2 separate regions of the Cyprinus carpio genome follow, and region 1 is linked to region 2. Evidence: chromatin contacts called from public Hi-C data. All regions are on one chromosome and are shown on one strand. Each heading gives the region's core, a stretch centred on a gene start, on an enhancer-like site or on the middle of the called end of the contact. The rest is flanking DNA. Distances are from core to core; before and after follow the strand shown.

Region 1 (5,706 bases), core at 1,355-3,854, 37 kb before region 2:
CTAAGAGATTAAAATAAATAAATAAATAAATAAGGTAACTGCAACTTTATCTCACAATTTAGACACTTTTTAAAATCAAAATTAGATTGCAAGTTTACATCTCTAAATTCTGAGTTTAAACCCCACAATTCTGACTTTTTTTCAGAATAGTAAGATATAACCTCAGAATTGCATTACAAAAAAAAAAAAAAAATCACCAAAAAAAAAAATCTCTATACTAGAAAACATTATAGTATTTGTGAAATGTCCTACCAATTTCTAAGTGAAAATTGTTTCATAGTAAATCCTGCGCCAGATTTGTCTCTTGAGATGATTTTGCCAAGGAAGACTTGTTCCTGGATCAACATTACTGTCAGAAAATATAGACCTAACCCAATCCCTACCCTTAAACCTAACCATACCCATAATTTATTCCTAAAATCAGAGGGAAATGATAAGTGAATAACGAGGGTGTAAAAGCATCTAACCCTGATTGTAAGTCTAAAACTGACATTTCTTGAAAACGTATCTCTGGATTCTGATTGGTTGATTGGAGTGTTGCTCCAGGAACGTGCTGTACTTGGTGAAATCACGTTCACCTGTGAATGAAGCAGGTCTGATCTCTAACCTTCACCGATGATCTTCTTGGCAGCGATGGAGGAGGACAGATGAATCGGCTCCATGAAGATACTCTCAGCATCAGAGCCGGAGATCATGGAGAAGCGATCGGACATCATGGAGAAGCTGCGTGAGATCAAACACACCCTCAGCATCATCACAGCAGCGTTTAACAGAGTTCTGTTATCAGATGTGAACAGACCTGGGAGAAGGACAGCGCAAGTAACGCGACTGAACGTCTTTAACAGGCACCGCTTCATCAGGATGAGGAACCTGCTGATCATCTGCAGCGCTGCTCTCGCCGGACCACGCCATCATCTACACACACACACACACACACACACACACACACACACACACACACACACACACACACACACACACACACACACACGATATTACAGTCTTTCAGCTGCTTACACACACAATCTTTACCTGTCACACCGTTTCTGAAAGCTGTATCAGCAGAAGCACACAGTTTTCAATTTCAGAAAACACTTTTGCAAAACACACAACACACAGTTCTCTATGTAACACACACATCTAACAGGAATTAATATTATGGCAAAGGTGTTTGCAAATGCTTGCTTTTGAGATGTGTGTGTGATATTTTGAATACAGTGCTTCATTTTGCAAGAGATGCATTTTACATTTTGTGTGCAGTTCTTGGATTTGTGTGTAAAGTTTGGAAAAAAAGAGGCAAAGATTTGAAAATGTGTGTAAGCAGAAAAAAACTGTAAACAAAATTATGAGCATTTAAGAGAAGTCGAACAGAAACAGTCAAAACATCCTTACATCATTAAAATCAGATCATTCGAATGGCATAATATCTCAAACTAAACTAAACTTGTTACCAAGTTCTAAAAATCAAAAGAACAGAAACACGAGCCGAAGCTGTTTGACTGGTGATCAGTCTCTAGTTTGAAGGAACCACTGAAAACCAGTGTTGAGCAAATAAATGTAACTAATCTGTTACTGAGAAAAAAAGGTGTAATTAAACTACTTTTACAGCTATTAAACTATTTCTTCTTATGGTCTTAAATCTGTATTTATCCTTAAGTAAAAAGAGGTGCTAAAGTCTGATTTTGTGGTGGCTGTGCTTTAAAATTAAATTATTATAATCTTAATTCAAGTGATGAAGGATTCTGAAAGTCTGACAGTAATCAGTGTTGAACGCTACTGTAACATTAAACACTGCCTGCTTTATATCTTTCAAAATGAGTAACAGTTGAAAACATTCGAAATGTAATCAAAAAGTAATCAGCTACATTACTTTAATAAAGAAATTGAAATAGTTACACTACTTATTACATTTTTAACAGGGTAACTTGTAATCTGTAACCCATTACTCTTCCTAAGTTACCTTCTCAACACTGGAGAAAACACACGACAGGATAAAAAACAACACACATTTGACCACAACAACAACAGGTTGACCAGACCTCTGCCTGCGTGTGTGTGTGTGTGTGTGTGTGTGTGTGTGTGTGTGTGTGTGTGTGTGTGTGTGTGTGTGTGTGTGTGTGTGTGTGTGTGTCAGAATGAGTGACTATATATAGAGAGTGACAGCTGCAGAGATTCTTCTGGAACAGGGAGGTCACAAACACACACACACACAGAGACACACACACACACACACACACACACACACACACACACACACACACACACACACACACACACACACACAGAGCCAGGTAATAAAGAACACAGACCACACATACACACACACACACAGACACACACACACACACACACACACACACAGAGAAACACAAACACAGACAAACACAGACAAACACAAACACAGACACACACAGGCACACACACACACACACACACACACACTTACCCTGCTCAGTCTTTATGTGTCTCTGTGATCTTTCTTCTGACCTGATCGTCTGCGGCCGTCGGGCTCCGTCTCAAGCAGCTCTGAGCTCTGTCCGTGTGTTTAGACTCTAAACTTAGAGGTTCCTCACACTCCACCGGCCCCGGGGCCGCCCACGTGACATCAGAGGGGTCTGACAGCCCCAGGGGCTCTTAAAGGGCCGGAGCTCTTATCATGACGATATAACAGTCTGCTGAAACAAACGCTATGAACGAATCAATCCAAACCAACATTTGTTTTCATCTCAGTCTCATAATTAGTGTTCTCAACTGCTTACACTTTAAAAAGCCTTCTATATGTGACAAAAACAATATTTATCCTGTGTATATTTATTATGTATATATAAATGCACACACATACAGTATATATTTTGAAAATATTTATACGTATTTACATGTATACATTTGAATTATATATAAATATATTTAATGTATAAACATATTTTTTTTCTTAAATATATACATGCATGTGTGTGTATTTATATATACATAATAAATATTATTATATAAACAAAAACTTATATTTTGAATAATATTAATACATCAACAACAATTATAATAAAATAAAATAAAATAAATTATATTATATTATATTATATTATATTATATTATTATTATATTATATTATGGCTGATTTATGATTTATGGACATATGGATAATGGATAATGCACACGCAGCATTTTTTCAAATTAATAAATACTTTTTCCGGCTGCTTGTTCTTCCGAGCGTTGTTTTCCTTTTGATTTGGTGTTATATTTCAGTCCTCTGATGCTGTTCTATCGCTGTCAGACGCGAGGTGGCGCTAATGACCTTTTCCTGACCTGCCAGGGTTCGACGTGACGTCACACGCGTAAAGACACGCCCACCCTAAGAGCAAAACGGCTGAGCGCAGGTTTGTACTGAGAAAGACCAAACTCGATATACACATCATTAATGCAGAGAACTATATACAGGTGCGCAGAAGAACACAAAACACCACACTCTCTTTCAGCTCATCTTTATTTGACCACATGGGAATACGATTTTCCCACAGATGACAAAATGTATAAGATAAACAAACGCTTACAGAAAGCACACGAGATTAATCTAATGTACAAAAACATGTTAGTCAGAATATATACTGCTCTTCTGTGACAGCGGACGCTTTTATGACTCTATAAACCTCTCTTTAAATATATCACAACCTCTCTAACGTGTTTCTAAAGTTGATCCGCAGAAATAACAGTGGAGTGATTATTAACATTTATAACAACAGGAAAAACCCGCAGGAGTTATAAGGCACAGACACGACACACACACACACACACACTCACAAACACACACAACACACACACACACACACACACACACACACCACAGAGAAACAGCCAACGACAAATTATCCGTCAGAGAGGAAAACCAAGAGGAAATGTTTCTGAAACATGAACTCACACTAAAATGAATCTGAAAAACAGTGAACAAATAACACAGTGCTTCAGTCTCTCTAATGCACACATAGAAACCACACACACACACACACACACACACACACACACACACACACACACACACACACACACACACACACTCACTCACCTAAACAAACTCCATAACTCTCCCTCTCTCTCTTTACCTCCCCTCTCCTCAAACACACACACACACACACACACACACACTCTCTCACACACACACACACTCACAGATTCTGGTTATAGTAACATTATCTCTCTCCCTGTCTGTCTGTCTGTGTATATATATATATATGTATATGACACTTTTTTTATAAAGAGCTCAAATCAAACTTGCTTAACAGCCAAGAACAGACATATAAAAATAAAACTGTCATTTTGTTGATCATAAAGTGTTTTCTAATCTTCAGTAGTTTTATACAGCACTCGTCATTATCATGATGTCATTTCTCGTGAATGAAGGTTCAGAAACACGACTGTGACTTTCTTCAACGTTTGCATCACATCCAACACAATTAAAACCCTGAATCAGTTTATGTTCCAGCAATGAACGTTAATCAAACATCACGATTAAACATAACTCATCACAAGCACATTTATAAACTACACCACACGCTTTCACATAAATGAATCTGTCTCAAACATCTGAAGAGGTGTGAAGGAGCTACTTCTGGTGCAGTGACTGAAACGGTGGAGTTATGTGTCTGATGTCTTAAACAGTGACTCCAGATTTCACTGCATTCATGGAAACTGCTGTAGTTTAATAAAATAAAGCCTCAACATCCACAAAGCGAGTGAACGTTTGGCTTTCTTCACTCTAGTGGTATTGCGTCGCGTGTCTCATCCTCATCACAACCGTACATTCATCACATCATCACTCGCTCAACGAGTAAACCATCTAACTACAGAGTTTCTGTACAACTCTTCTTCACCCTGATGGGACTCACATTTCTGCTTCGTCTGATCGCTGGATAGTCAGCACACTCGTCTCATCGTGTGTCTTTGGTGTGCATACTTTTGTATTCATGGCTTGTAGATGCTTCACCAAATCCCTAAGAATTACATCTAGACGTGTGACAGAAGGGTTATCACCCGTCACACACTGGGCGAGGATCACAGTGAAGTGAGCAGATGCCAGAATCTGCGGTCCATTATTCAAAAATATTCCTGCATCGTCTGGTTTTTAAGGTCTGAGTGTGTTTTAGTTCGTCAGAAGGACCATCGACTCCAGAAAAACCCGTCAGAACGGCCCTGTGATCACTTATAAAGCTTGAGTTCAGCTGTTCGTGTGTGAGTGTGTGTGTGTGTGTGTGTGTGTGTGTGTGTGTGTGTGTGTGTGTGTGTGAGTGTGTGATAGTGTATGAGTGTGTGTGTGTGAGTGTAAATGTGTGTGTGTGTGTGTGTGTGTGTGTGTGTGAGAGAGAGAGAGTGTGTGTGTGTGTTAGAGTGCAGGCCCTGAATGATGACGCAGTTTGTGTGGATTCATATGCAATAGTGTGGATCTGAATCAGAGCACACGTGCATGTTTTCTATATTCATCACATTCCTCAGCGTGTGATCTTCTCTCTCATGTCATCTGAACTTAAAGCACTGGATCTGGATGGGACTCAAACACGAGAAACTGAACAAAACCTGAATTAACTCTCTCGTACTGTTTAAATTTTGTTTTCATAAAATTTGTAAAATATATTTTTTAAAAATTGTTAAATATTTTTTCAGTTAATGTAGTATTTAAGTTAAAAAAAGAGCAAAAGTATTTAAAATCCATTGAATCGA
Region 2 (5,712 bases), core at 1,190-3,689:
CTGTTGTTGTTGTTGTTTGGTTAAATTAGCTGGTTTGAAATGGTTTTAGCTGTTTTTTACTAAATCTGCTGGTTTTAGCTGGATGTTTAACTGTTTTTGCTAACAAAATGCTAATCATGCTAGTAACATGCTAATCATGTTAAAATCATGTTAGCAACATACTAATCGTATTAGAAACATGCTTGCAAAATGCTAATCATGCTAGAAACATGCTAGCAACATGGCAACAATGTTAAAACTTGTTAATGTGTTAAATTGTCTAAGCTATCAACATCTATCTAATCTATCTAAAATTAAAGGCATAGTTCACCCAAAAATGGAAATTCTGATCTTCATTCATCTTCAGAACACAAGTTAAGATATTTTTGGTGAAAACCGAGAGCTTTCTGTCCCTCCATTGAGAGCAAGGGTACTACGGAGGGTCAGAGAGCTCTCGGATTTCATCAAAAATATCTTAATTTATGTTCTGAAGATGAACGAAGGTCTTACGGGTTTGGACCGACATGAGGGTGAGTAATTAATGAAGAATTAATTAGTAATTAATGACAGAATTTTCATTTTTGGGTGAACTATCCCTTTAAAGAATAAAACTGCTTCAAATGTAAAGACAAGGCTTTTTGAGCCAACTTCAAAGTTTGTTCACAAACTTTAGGCTACTCGTCTAGTTTTATTTAGAATGAGATGCACTGATGACTAACAGCAGGAAAATAGAGCAGAAAATGGAGTTCATTTGGATTTCAAGTTGACTTTAAAAATCTGGTCAGCCAGGCAGTGAATGCTGTGCAAGTGGGAGAGGTTTATGTGTGTTTGCATATGTATACATGTGTGTGTGTGTGTGTGTGTGAGGCTCAGGATGTGTGATGGTGATTGTCGGTATCTGCTGCACACCAGCGCGTGTTTGTTCTGATCCACACACCGAGCTCTGCGTGATTCCTGCGCTGCTGCCGCTGATTGGCTGCTGATAAGTGTTATCACTGAGGGCTTGTGTCGTTGTGTGGTTTGCGCATCGGTTGTTGCTTCTATGAAACTGGACGGAGCGCAATAACACGCCTCAGGCCATGGTTTTTATACTGTACAAACTGTATTTTCTATCGCCCTACACCTAAACCCACCCCTCACAGGAAATATTGTGCATTTTTAGATTCACAGAAACTTCATTATGTATGATTTATAAGCTTGTTTCCTCACGAAGACCTAAAAAATGATCCCACAATGTGAACATTTATTGGTCTTACTATCCTTAAGAACATTTGGTCCTCATAACGTGATAAAAAACACACAATCTCTCTCTCTCTCTCTCTCTCTCTCTCTCACACACACACACACACACACACGCGCGCGCGCGCGCTTCGGAAGCTTTATTGGTGAGGACTTTTCATAGAATCAATGATAATGACATTTTCTGGCCCAGCAGCTCAAACTAACCCTCACTCAAACAAACTTGTTGCCATTATTAGCTTCACAGCAGAACATGATTTGACCGATAAAACCACGCGTTTTAATATTTACTCATCAAACTTCAAAGACATTTTAATACTCTCCTTCACATGAGATCTGATGAGGCGTCGCGTCAACACAAACATACAGATCCCAGTCAAATATAACGACAGACATCGACCGAACACATCTGTCGAAGCTGCTCGGATAAACGCCATGCCTTATGTTTTATTTCATTTTATGTAATAATAATAATAATAATAATAATAATAATAATAATAATAATAATAAAATAATAATAATAATATGTTTAATTTATATAGCGCCTTTCCCGAGCTCAAGGACGCTGAACATGGTACACCAAAGCAAGAAATATTGATAACAATGTAACATATGTAACATTATGAGCCTGATAAACATGCCAGATATTATATTTATTTGGGATTACTCTCGTATTGTCGTTCACACAGGAAAAGGGACAAATACTCTGATTTTCACGTCATTTCTTAACTTTCAGAGGTGAAATAAATAATGAGACTGGCAGTAAACACGGATTGAGTCTCTTAAAGCGAATCAAATGAGTTTTCAGTGGAAACGCGTCTCGTGACAGATTCGCTCTCCTCAACTCGAGGACAAACATGTATTCTGTATTATATAAAGCAGTAACACACTGACACCCAACTGAATATCAATTGAAATGACATCTGTTCAAGTTAAACAAAAAGCATAAACATCACTTTTATACGCAGCTTAGAACGCAAACAACATCGATCCACGCGAATAAACGCAGACATTCGCCTGTGAGCGTCATGAAGTGTCTCAGCTCGTAATGCGCGTTCTGTAGAAAGAGTGCCTTACCTTCTCACAAATCCTGGAAATCGTTCTTGATTTGCCTAGAAACCATTAAAGCGGCGGCGGACGCGCGGTGCTCGCGTCTGAGCGGCGGATCTGGTCTGCGTCGCTCCGCCTGATCGCGCGTCACGCCGCGTCTTCACACCGCACTGATCTTACGAGGCGGGACTCATTAGTGGAGCAGATGCAACGCGACCTGTTTGAGAGCACGATGACATCCGATCCACGCGCTCGCGCTCCTCATTCACTCATCGAGCTGGAAAAACACGCATCCGCTGGTTCACACACACTCAGAGCACACCGGGGCTAGTTGTCACACCTGAGTAACCAGGGACCCCACGCAAACGTACATGCATCTCCATATAGCCCATGAGATATGCTGTCATAAAGTAAAAACAGAAATATAACCTACTGGAAATGTGAACAATTAAAATATGTAAATGATATACATGTATTTTAAAAACATTACACACACATATAATATCCCTGTTTATATAGGTTGTTTTAATGCATTTGTTTATATAAACTAAATATGTTGACATAGATGGCTGCTACATATATGAATCTTAAAGATATTAGTACATATAGGTCTATATATTTTACTATGGGGATTTTTTTATGTTGGCTAGTACACATCTAATATCTTCACCTTCATGTATGTGGAAATTATTTATCACTTTATAGGTAACATTGTATTTTTATTTTATTTTTTTCAATATTTCTCTTGTTAAAGGGCAACACATACTGCCCTTCAAACGTTTGGGATCGGTAAGATTTTTCAAGGTTTTTTTTGTTTGTTTGTTTTTGTTTTTTAAAGAAGGCTGTGTCTATTTGATCAAAAATACAGAAAACGGTGTAATTTTGCGATATGGGCATTCTTAATGTCAGGAGGGGGCAAGTTGTCACTTGTTTTATATATTGTATTTTTACACAATCTATTAATGTTAGCCAAAACAATGGTTTGTGTGTGTGTTCTGTTTTACTGCCTCATGAACTGTTTTGTGGTTGTTTTTCCTGTTAAATGTTGCTGAAATCCATATAATCTTCAACAAAATAAATGTTTTTTATAGTCTAGACTATAGGCTTTGAGCTGACCCTGAGAAATATTCAAACGTGTGACAGCTAGCCCCGTCCCATCATGTCATACAGTACACTGATCCAGTATTATCAATATCAGACCTTATATGACTCTATAACTGAGGCCAAGCGGGTTCTGAATCAAATGGATTTTATTACATTAATGGCTGTTTTTTTCTCAAGTGGATCGGAATAAACATCCTTCCTGAAACCCGGTGATCATCTGGTGAATGGACTGAAAAGATGCCATTTATTTTACTCAAGGCATTTTGAACAAAGACAGACAGAAAGAGCTGAAATAGTACATTATGAGATCATTATGATGCCTGAACCAAGATTACACCGGACCTTCCATTAGTGTTATTGATGTACGGACGAGGACACACACTGAACACACATGAATCAGAGACTGACAGGATCATGAAGCTGAATCTCCATGAAGAGAGGGAGCTGAGAAAGACTTCTCAAGTGAAGAACGGGAATACTGTGCGGCTGAACTTTGCTCTGCTGCTGGTGATGAGTCAGTCGTCGCAGGGGATATAGATGCATTGGAGGGCAAAAGTCCAGACAGAGTGTTTTATGAGTCTACAGTACTTCACTTGTTTCGAAGGCTGTGACTGAAAGCAGCGTGTGGAGCTTGGATGGACGGTCTAAACTCATCTGATCAGCCAGGTTTAAAATAACCCAGTAATGATGCATGCGAGTAATTATCCAGTCATGCAGAAGTGATGGGCTGGACGTTTAGCACTGAACACAATAAAGACTGCAGACACCATCACAGAACACAACATGATGAATGTTTGACCAGCATTCACACACTGTTCACTGAGTCATTTATTCACCAGCACCATTCTCCAAAACACACATGGGTCTGTCTTCAAAACAACTTTTGATTTTTGTGATTTTTATGCGCCAGAATAAAGACTAAAAGCTAAAACAGTATCATTTACTCCACTCTTATTTCAAATGGTGACAGCGCTGATTCTCTTACCCCTCGTCATTTATAAATCTCACAATTCATATGCGGTTGTGTTCAATCATTAAAAGTACAGGACAGTTATTAATAGATGAATGGTGATCATTTACAGCGCTGTAGATGCATTCAGGTACATCATTCTGCATCAAAAACATTGCTGGAACAGAATGAAAGTGAGAAGTGAAATGTCAAAAACACTCTGACGGCTGGAGCGTTCTGATAACAAACCACATTAACTGAAAGAGGGAAGCCTGCCCCTTCGTCCTCACACTGTATTGCTTGATTCTTTTCTTTTCCTAAGCAAGCTTTTTCTTTCCAAAACCTGAAGCTCCTGAAATGGTTCATAGTTTTCATTGCTCTATGTCTACGTTTTTCTGCACTGAATCTCCTGTCACCGTGTGTGTAGAGATACTTAGCAGGGAAACACTCTCTGATTTCTGATTTCTGAAGACGAGTGCAGTTGTGATTCCCTGATGAGAGATCTGGAGAGTTTCTACAATCTCTTTTTAATGTGTTCACATCTGACGTGATGAGATCACCACCATCTACAGCATCATCGTACACAAACATCATTTGAGCTCATAATTCATCCTCATCTCTTTTCGAGGGAATTCAGAAACAAATGAGTTCATGAAATGTGTCACTAAACCTGCAGCCTTCATCAGCGAGGGTTGACAGTTTTTATTTCAACACATTTTCAAAACTTTGCCTCTTTTTTTTCCAGATCCCCCTTAACAAAAAGTAGTGTACTTCAAGTTTATTTTAAAGTATACTTAACTACAGTTTAAGTATATTTTTATTTTTATTTTAGTAGTATGCTTGCAAGTGTACTATTTCAATACTCCTTGGGACTAAATTGGCCCCCTTTCTAGTATATAAAATTATACTTTTAAGTATACTTTAAGTATAACAGTAGTAAACTTTGAGTACACAACTAGTTTACATCTATGTTTTAAGTTTGTACTGCAACTTCTCAAAAAATGAACTTATAGGTTTACTGATTTTTTAGTTTAATTAAATACTTGTAGCATTTTTAGTACACTTTGAAGTATAGTCTCAGTAGTTTATACTGCAAGTATACTCATAAATGAACTTTACATTGTACTTTAAGTATACTACTATGTCCCTATTTGGTATTAATGTGTATATATTTTGTTATATGAATATCTGAACATACCAAACATCAAAAGAAAGACCAGGGTATCTGCTTGTAAACAAAATAACCATTTTATTCTAGCTTCATGCATTCTTTTTTATAAACACATGAATGTGGATACGTTTCATAAAAAAAGAAAAAAGAAAAGAAATAAAGAACATTTTGAACAAAAAGCTGAAAAAAGACTGTGAATTGGATTCAGAATGATAATCAA

What was found. Hi-C and Micro-C count contacts between places; a contact is called where the count stands out from the background.
Region 1: a contact with region 2 is called in a Hi-C map of red blood cells, with 4 times the contacts expected there. The contact joins the promoter of dusp27 here to the enhancer-like site in region 2. A contact is called at or near these places in 4 of 8 Hi-C or Micro-C datasets (liver, red blood cells and skeletal muscle).

Annotation. Positions count from the first base shown.
Region 1 is chrB1:23,687,448-23,693,153 of ASM1834038v1, reverse strand. It overlaps dusp27 (serine/threonine/tyrosine-interacting-like protein 2), which reads right to left and starts at 2,604. Exons shown (of 6, transcript XM_019115889.2): 1 at 2,447-2,604; 2 at 800-915; 3 at 608-723. The coding sequence starts at 915.
Region 2 is chrB1:23,650,593-23,656,304 of ASM1834038v1, reverse strand. It overlaps the pseudogene LOC109102517. Among protein-coding and RNA genes, the nearest start is that of gpa33a, 19 kb to the right of the region's middle. Within about 2 kb of position 2,439, at least 3 of the 8 cell types and tissues checked have an H3K27ac peak or open chromatin away from gene starts, as enhancers often do.